Linked DNA regions of Rattus norvegicus: region 1 is linked to region 2. A link is a contact called in public Hi-C data. All regions are on one chromosome and are shown on one strand. The core of a region is the stretch at or near the end of the contact, and the rest is flanking DNA. Distances in the headings are between cores, read along the strand shown.

Region 1 (4,178 bases), core at 1,307-3,806, 740 kb after region 2:
ATTCCCCAAAACCTATCTCAAATTGCTGAGGCCATACCTGAAATACTGAACACTGAAAGAATGATTTCTAGTGTTACTTAGAATGGTGTGGCTAATCTGCAAAATGAAACATCATCTATTATAAGTAATAAGACAAGAATGACTGAAATTGCCCAATACAGTGTTGAAATAAGTGTATATACAATAGAACACACACACACACACACACACAGAGAGAGAGAGAAAGAGGGGGGAAGGAAGGGGAGAGAGAGAGAGAGAGAGAGAGAGAGAGAGAGAGAGAGAGAGAGAGAGAAAACAAGCTATCCTGAACCATCCTATCTGATTTACTTCCCAGGCAACTGCATGAAATTACGGTTTTAATCTGAAGGAGCAAGGGTAGTATTTAAACTCTCTTTATACAATTTCATGCCCACTCACCACAGCAGCCTTACCACCTTTATGGTGCTTTAATATAAAAATTGTACTGTATTTGCTTTTAAGTCTAATTCTTCTACGCTTTCTAAAATTCCGACTACCCTGATCATTTTCAAGAAATTGCATATAGTCTTCTTAGCTGAGAAACAGAGTTGTGCTTTATTTTTATTGGCAGTTAATGTGGGACTTTAAATACCAGCTGTCTTAGGAATCACCAAATGATTGACATAAACCTGCAAAACTTATAGCCTCTTCCCTGGTTGGAGAAACACAATAAAAGGAAGGCAAGCATTTTGCCCAGATTTCGGGATGCAAGAAAGGTATGTGGTTGCCTGTTGAATAACGGCTTTCCTTTGTCAAATCTAATTGTCTTTTCTTAGACACATGCTTTGTATTTACAAAATAAAAATGAAATGGAGAAATAAAGTCTATCCCACATACACCTAAATCCCCAAAGACCCAATGTTAAGGCGAGGTGGGAGTCAGTGCGGTGCACTCATGTAAGCAAGACCTCTGAGACAGCTTACACAAAAGGTGGAAAGAATATGCCCCACCGTGAGGTTACCCCTCTGCCACCACACCGCCACCGCTGCTTTCCCTGCCTCCCTCTGGAGTCCTGACCACAGCGCTCCATTTGAGCTTTATCTCTAAGACGGTAGCGCCGCTCTCCGCCAGCCAAAGGACTCAGATCTTCAGCCTCCGCCACCAGTAGCGCCTCTGCCTGTCACCTACCCGACCCAGAGTCCCCAATCGCCCTCTAGCCAGCCTGCCTCCCTGGCTTATCTGCCAAGAGTCTGGGGCCACCAGTCTCTCTGTCCCTGGTCCCTACACACGCCCGCGCCCCTCCCCTCCAGAGCTGTGGTCCCCGCAGTGACGAGCCGCCTACAGGGACCGCGGAGATGCTGCCCAGGGCCCCATCATTCTACACCAGCTCTCAGGCGGTGGCTCTCTCCGCCTGCCTCCCGGCCCGTGGGGCCCTAGAGCTTGTTTGCTCGTCCTCCACCCAGAGGCCAGATCAGTTCCCTCCTTCAGCAGCCCCTTGCTTCCTGCTGTGTGTTACTTTCTTTTCCGCCTTTCCTAGGCCCAATCAAAGGTGGCTCTGTTATTGAAATGCGAAGCCGTTTCCTCTCCAAACCCTTTGGCTGCTCAAGGCAGGAATCAATGGACCTATATACTCTCCCTCGAGTTATAAATAAATGTCTATTTGTTCAGGAGGCGTTTACCCGCGTGTCCCAGCATCTTCCCCAGTAGTTATTTTAAGTGTGTGTGTGTGTGTGTGTGTGTGTGTGTGTGTGTGTGTGTGTGTGTGTGTGCTCGCGCGCGCCCTAGTCCTGTGACATCTGGTTCTAATACTGAGTGTGGATCTATAACCCAGTCCCACCCACCCAGACTCCCCCTTGCATTCCTCACTCTATAAATAAACTCAGGTTCTTAGGCGCTATCATCTAAGGACACAATAGCAGTTGTGGATTAAAGGAGATTTAATCCAACATTGATACTGATTCCCCGCAGCCAACAATTGGGGCAGAACAAGCAATTTGGGTAAAAGTTTGGTTCTCTGTTGTTCTACTTGTCTATAGGAGAAAGACCTCTCTCTTCCAGGCTTGAATTTTCCTTCTAAGAAAATACTATAACTACAAGGTGACAACTGTGTAGGGGAGTCAGTAGAGGCTACAAGTCATCCCGCAGACCCCTCACAGCATCTCCTGTGGAGTAGACAGAGAGCAGAGGGTATGGTGTGGGTGGGGGCTTGTGGTTGGGCCTGCCGCTTTTCCTGAACTCCAGAGCTGAATCCTCCGGATCTGAGCAGAGCGAGTCATCTAAGAGACTGCTGTTTTACAAGGTCTGGGCACAGAGCTGCCCCTCCCTTCCCCCCCTGAAGTTTGCATGGAGTGCAGTTAGGCTGTAATTAGAGGATCTGGGAGGAGAAGTCTCCTGGTGACGCTTTGCTTTTCTTCTGCTCTTGGTGAGAAGTGCCTCCTTCATCCTCGGATCAGGACCTCTGCCATCCAGCACCACAAAGAGACATTCTGCACACACGCGCTCGAACACACACGCGCACACCCACACCCACACCCACACCGCACTCGCCCAGAGACAAACTTAAGGTCAGGAGGAGCATTAGCTTCACTCCATCTCCAACTCCCAGCTAAGTGGGACTCGAAGCTTCTGAACTGGAATTCAGGACAAGGTAAAACTTCCATCATTTCTGTTTGGTGGGTCTTCCTCCCTCATTCAGAGGTAGCTTGGTGCTTTATATATTTCATAGCATTGCACATATAATGTTTGTATGTAAACAAATTGTATCGCTTTCTTCAGTCTATATACAACATAGCATCTCCACTTTTTAAACTTTACTGTCATAAAATATCATTGCAACAAACAGGTTCCGTCTAGACTCGAAGAAAGAATTAACTCAAGATTTCCTAGCGTTTGCAACTGCTGCTATGAATCTGAGGGGCACGCTGGTCCAAATGCTGGCTTTTCCATCTGTATTTCAACAAGCAGTTTCATAGCAGCCGAGATGAGAGAAGGGTAGTACAGGATGGAGGAGAGCTGTGAAATAGAAATGTCCATCCCAGAGTTATGACTTCTGTCTTAGGGGATATATAGGTTTATGTGAAAAAGAAGGTTACTTCAGTCAGAGAAAATGCATGTTAGATTAACAACCTTTGGAACGTCATACTCTGCCTAGGTCTCTCTAGGTAATTTTAAAATTAAGAACAGATAATTATGATGCCCTGTTTTTTGGTAGAGAATGATGTCAATGGCCGATATCAATGTCCTAAAAATATTTCAAGTAACAGCTGTTAAGAGCACTTTTTAAAAAGTTGTCTAAAGGAGTTATTTGTACTTTGAAGCCATTAAGGAAAGCAAACCTAAACTCCTAGGGTTAGACTAAGCTGCTCTCTTCTGTTGAATATGCCTGTTGTGTCCAAATAACACAGTCTGTTCCTTTGAAAATAAGCTGTTTTACTTTCATTTATCACTGGAAAAGTACACAAAGTAGCCAGTACATTTGGGGAGAGTTTGAGGGTGGAAAATGTCCCTGTAAGTGGTCCAGTGTGATGTCATAAAATCAAATATATTAGCTGGCTGCTTAGAACCTAACGGTTATTAAGAAATAAAGTCTGTGAATTAATTTTCTAGTAAATGTAATATTTATTCATTCCAAATGTAGTTTCTGGTAGCAATTTTTATTTGATTATTTCAGTATGCTAAGTTTTGAGTAATGTTATACACATTTTAATAATAGAGTAGAATTATTATCTAATAAAAATATATCATCAGGAATCTATTTATTTATTTGAATGAGAGCATCTTAATTTTATTTAATCAAACAGAATGTTTGCCTAAAGAGTCTCGACTAGCAAGTTTATATGTATATGTGATATATATTCATACATAATATATATGAATATGTATGAATAGCCTCAGGTAAGAAGACCAGTGGTCGATGGGAAGAACCCACCCAGAGGCCAGTATTTCAAACAGGAGTGCCCAGTGGGCCCTGGCTTTCTGTGAGAGGGGAACATGGTGTTCTTATGAAGTGAGCCATTTACTTCTAACAAGGCTCTGTCTCTGAGAGGAATGACTGACACTAATTTAGAAATGCTGAGGAAACCTTCACAGAGAAGAATCGATTCATTATGTCCCTGGTGGTTTCAGTTCATTTTCCTTCCTTTGGGAGCAAGAAATGCATCCAGTATAAATACATTCTGGGTATACAGAAAAATACCTTACAGTGGATAGGTTTTTGAACA
Region 2 (3,877 bases), core at 190-2,689:
GATAGTGGCAGTGTGCTCACCTAAAATAAATAAACATTTTAAAAAAGGAAGCAACGTTGTAATTGATTACAACTCTAAACCGTACTATTCTGATCCAACAGGGCTGGGTTTAAGCATCAAAGTTCAACAAGAAAGTGACTCTTCTTTTCCTTGGCAAGACAATTTTTTTAAACATGTATCGCCACCCTTTCACTCAGCATGAGAAACATGGTTTTTGTGGTTGGCGTTTTGCCCATATTACACATTACCTCTCCCTATCCTTCATTTGGTTTTATTTTCCAATTGTTTTCCATCTCCTCCCACCCTTGATTTCACTCCAAACACCAGAAAGCTGGTACAAGATGAGGTTCCAAGGACTTGAAGAAATGAAGGGGAAGTTTCATGGTTGTCCCCTTTCAGCATCTAACCCCAAGAGGGACTATTTTCTTCATTGCTTCAGTTTCTCTATGAATGTGTTTGTGTGCTCCTATCTCCCCTCCTAACGGAGACTTGGGGATGGCAGAGAACCCTGTTTCATTTTGGTACTTGCTACCACAGGAATTGAATCTACAGTAAGCAATCATGCTAACTGAAAAACAGGAGAAAGCACAATGGTAAGCCAGGGGTTGTATTTTCAGTTCAATCACTTTCAGTGCAAAATAAGCCGATTTATTTTAGTTTTGGTGAGGAGCAGCGAAATTTGATCCACCTGAGTGATGTGTCAAGAATCTGCTTTTTCCTCTGTTTTTCTAAGACTTCTCTCATGTGAAACAGATGTCCTGCTTACATGCCTCCTACTTGCTTTTGCCCTTTCCTCACTGGGAGCAGATGAGCCCACAGTCTTCCTCTTCAGTCCTGAGCAAACTGATTTGCAGACAGAACAACAGAGCAGCAGCCTGTCTTGCCTGTTTAGAGTGTGACTCCTGACTAAATCGTGATTCCTGAGAAATCGGAAGACTTAGCAGTGTTGGATCTCACCAAGCTTGAGACTCCTGTAGCCACTTTGTAAAATCCCTTAACTTATTTTCCTGCAGTCCCGAAGTTCATTGGACTCTTGTATACTTAGCTATAAAACCAAGCCGGGAATCAACACTTTCAAACATCTATCGTATTCCCCTAACCTTAGAGTTCCTATCAGAGGTGCAGAGGGTCTGGAACTTAGCAGACAGCGGCAGGTATCAGGCAGGGTGTGGCTGCTGCTGGCTCCCTTTCTCTTCCAGCAGAAGGAGCCACCTTCCAAAGCTGGGGGAGAGGGGAAAGGGGAGGGGAGGGGAGGGGAGGGGAGGGGAGGGGAGGGAGAGAGAGAGAGAGAGAAAGAGAGAGAGAGAGAGAGAGAGAGAGAGAGAGAGAGAGAGAGAGAGAGAGAGAGAGAGAGAGAGGAAATTGGGGAAGGCAATAATAAGAAGAGGGAGGACAGGGGGGCGGGTGCCGGGGGAGCCCAAAGCCAGCCTGCTAGGCTCAGTCTCACACGCGCGCCGCCACTGTTTGTACACAGTGCGCTCTTGGCCTCAGGCTCGCTCCCCTCCAGCTCACGCTTCATTGTTCTCCAAGTCAGAAGCCCCGCAGCCGCGGCGGCAGCAGCGTGAGCCATAGTCGCTGCTGGCCGCTTCGCCTGCGGTGCGCGCACGAAAATCGGGGAGCCAGGAACCCAGGGAGCCGGCGCTCCGCCCGCTGTGCCTCTGCTAAGACCCACTTGCAGCCCCAGCCTATCTCAAGCGCACCCACCTCCGCGCATCCCAGCGCAAGCGAAGCTGGGGTGAGGGGGGGAGTCACCCTTTCTCTAGGGCCATCACTCTTTATCGCCCTTCCCAAGAATTTGTTTGAGGAAGCGCTGCAGGAGGAAGACGTCCTCTTGAATCTCTGACAGGGCGGGGTTTACTGCTGTCCTGCAGGGACACCTAGCCTACAGTGCCCTCCGCTACGACCCCGGACCAACCCGGGTCACGTCCGGGAGAAGGATCATGAAGCACTTGGTAGCAGCCTGGCTTTTGGTTGGACTCCTCGGTGTGCCCCAGTTCGTCAAAGGTGAGGTGGCTGGGCAGGGGTCCCTGGATGAGGGACGGGCGGGGAGCAGCTTTGGAAATGCCGCTCAAGGGGCCACAGTGGGTCCTCAGTGCGTGCCCGGCGTGAGGAGCGCTACGGAGGAGGCGATGCTCCCTGGATACCCAGCCAAAGTGCTAGCAAAGTCCGAGTGGAGTGCCCCAGGCTGAGCCTGGGAAGAGGGTGCGATCTAGAAAATAAGACGGTTGAGGGGTTTGAAGGGGTTGTGTTCCTAGGCTTTATTTTTTGCCACTGATTCCCTGCGCGAACATAAATGTTGTTGGCCGATGACAGTGGACAGGGCTGTAATAGAGACCCGACAGAGCTAAGTGTACCGGGCCGGGCCACCATCTAATTGGTGTCAGAACAACCTAGATAACCACCGGGCGGTAAGCTGGATGCAGGCTTTGGTGCAGGGCGGGGGCTAAGGGGTCTGTCAACCTGGACCCGATATTGAGAGTTTGTGCTGCCAATGAGAAAGAGAGAGAGGTCTTCTAAGTCGTTAGCTTTCTCCCAACCCTCCCCTTGGGCGCGTGACTTCAATTACAACAGCTCAAACAACCCTCCCCGTCTCTAACCCCAGGGGGCCTGAGCATTATTGTGCACTCCCTCTGGGTAAGACCATAACTCTTGGTAATAGATGGCTGTGATATGCAAACCAACCTTCATGCGCCCCTGGCCCAGGAGCCAAAAAGTTGTTCCGGCTGCTCTACCTGAGCCTTTCAGGGTTTGCATGTAAATAAAAAAAAAAAAAAAATCAAGCATACAAAACAAAACATTAAAAAAATATATAGGATTACAGTGAGTCTCTTGCTGAGTTGTTTAGGTGACTTTCAGATCCTCTGAGAGATTAGGCTTTGTCAATATAAAACCTGGTCGGAAACCTTTGTCTGCATACCAGCAGGTACTGAATTGGAGCCAGGAAGAGAAGGGGTTTCAAGATATTGGGTGTCTGTACCCTCTCTGCGTTTATGAATTCAGAAGGCCCTTCTGAGAGAAATGTACTAGAATCCTCAACAGACAGCAGCAGTGAGTAGAGAGCTGAATAAGCCACAAGGTTTTGTCACGCTGTGGCTCTAGAAGTATTTGGAATAAAAAATGTGTTGACTCGAATCCATTTGAGATTAGAGTAGGCATTTCATGGATACTCTACACTACACATATTCACCACCTATGTATGTGCTTCAGAGGATGGGCTGTTCGGGGACTGTCCTCCAGAAACCTGAGTTTTAGCCAGATACCATCGCTTTGGGACTAGAAGTGGTGGGTAGTTCAGGTCTTCTCAGCTCCCTAGGATGTGACTTTTTCCATGGTTGTAGGTGTGAGGGGTGGGATCTGTTTTTCGCTTCTGGTTTTCAAACCTGCTCTGATTGTTGCCTCACAGAGGCAGTCACTCCACTGAAGGTTAGCATATGGAAATGTTTTCGGAGTGGGTTGCCTTAGTCTCCAGTGTTAAGGAAAAGAACCGGGCTTCCAAAGCTGATATTTCCTGTTTCTTTTATTTCTGGTCTGGATTCCTTCTGCACTTGGATGCCTTAGCTGGAAGGGAACTAACTGTAAGAACCACAGGCACTCCTCTCTCCTCCTATCCCCGCCTCCGTTCCCACCCCAAATAGGAACATACACATACACTGACGCGCGATCACGAGCGCGCGCGCGCGGACACACACACACACACACACACACAAATGCAGACGCACGCGGACACACACACACACACACACACACACACACACACACACACACACACGCTCATGGGTGCACTCACAAGCACCTACTCCGTAACTGCCACTAAGTGACCCTTAACAAAGGTGACTGGAAAGCTAGAGGATCTAGTGAGTGACTGCGCTGGCCAGAA

Evidence for each region. Hi-C and Micro-C count contacts between places; a contact is called where the count stands out from the background.
Region 1: a Hi-C map of prefrontal cortex shows a contact between it and region 2, with 5 times the contacts expected there. The contact joins the promoter of Hapln1 here to the promoter of Edil3 in region 2. A contact is called at or near these places in 4 of 12 Hi-C or Micro-C datasets (the A7r5 cell line, frontal cortex, liver and 1 more) and 1 of 1 datasets of contacts at active chromatin or transcription factors (oligodendrocytes).

The regions. Positions count from the first base shown.
Region 1 is chr2:22,364,411-22,368,588 of GRCr8, forward strand. It overlaps Hapln1 (hyaluronan and proteoglycan link protein 1), which reads left to right and starts at 2,557. Exons shown (of 5, transcript NM_019189.2): 1 at 2,557-2,605.
Region 2 is chr2:21,624,298-21,628,174 of GRCr8, forward strand. It overlaps Edil3 (EGF like repeats and discoidin domains 3), which reads left to right and starts at 1,440. Exons shown (of 11, transcript NM_001427434.1): 1 at 1,440-2,004. The coding sequence starts at 1,941.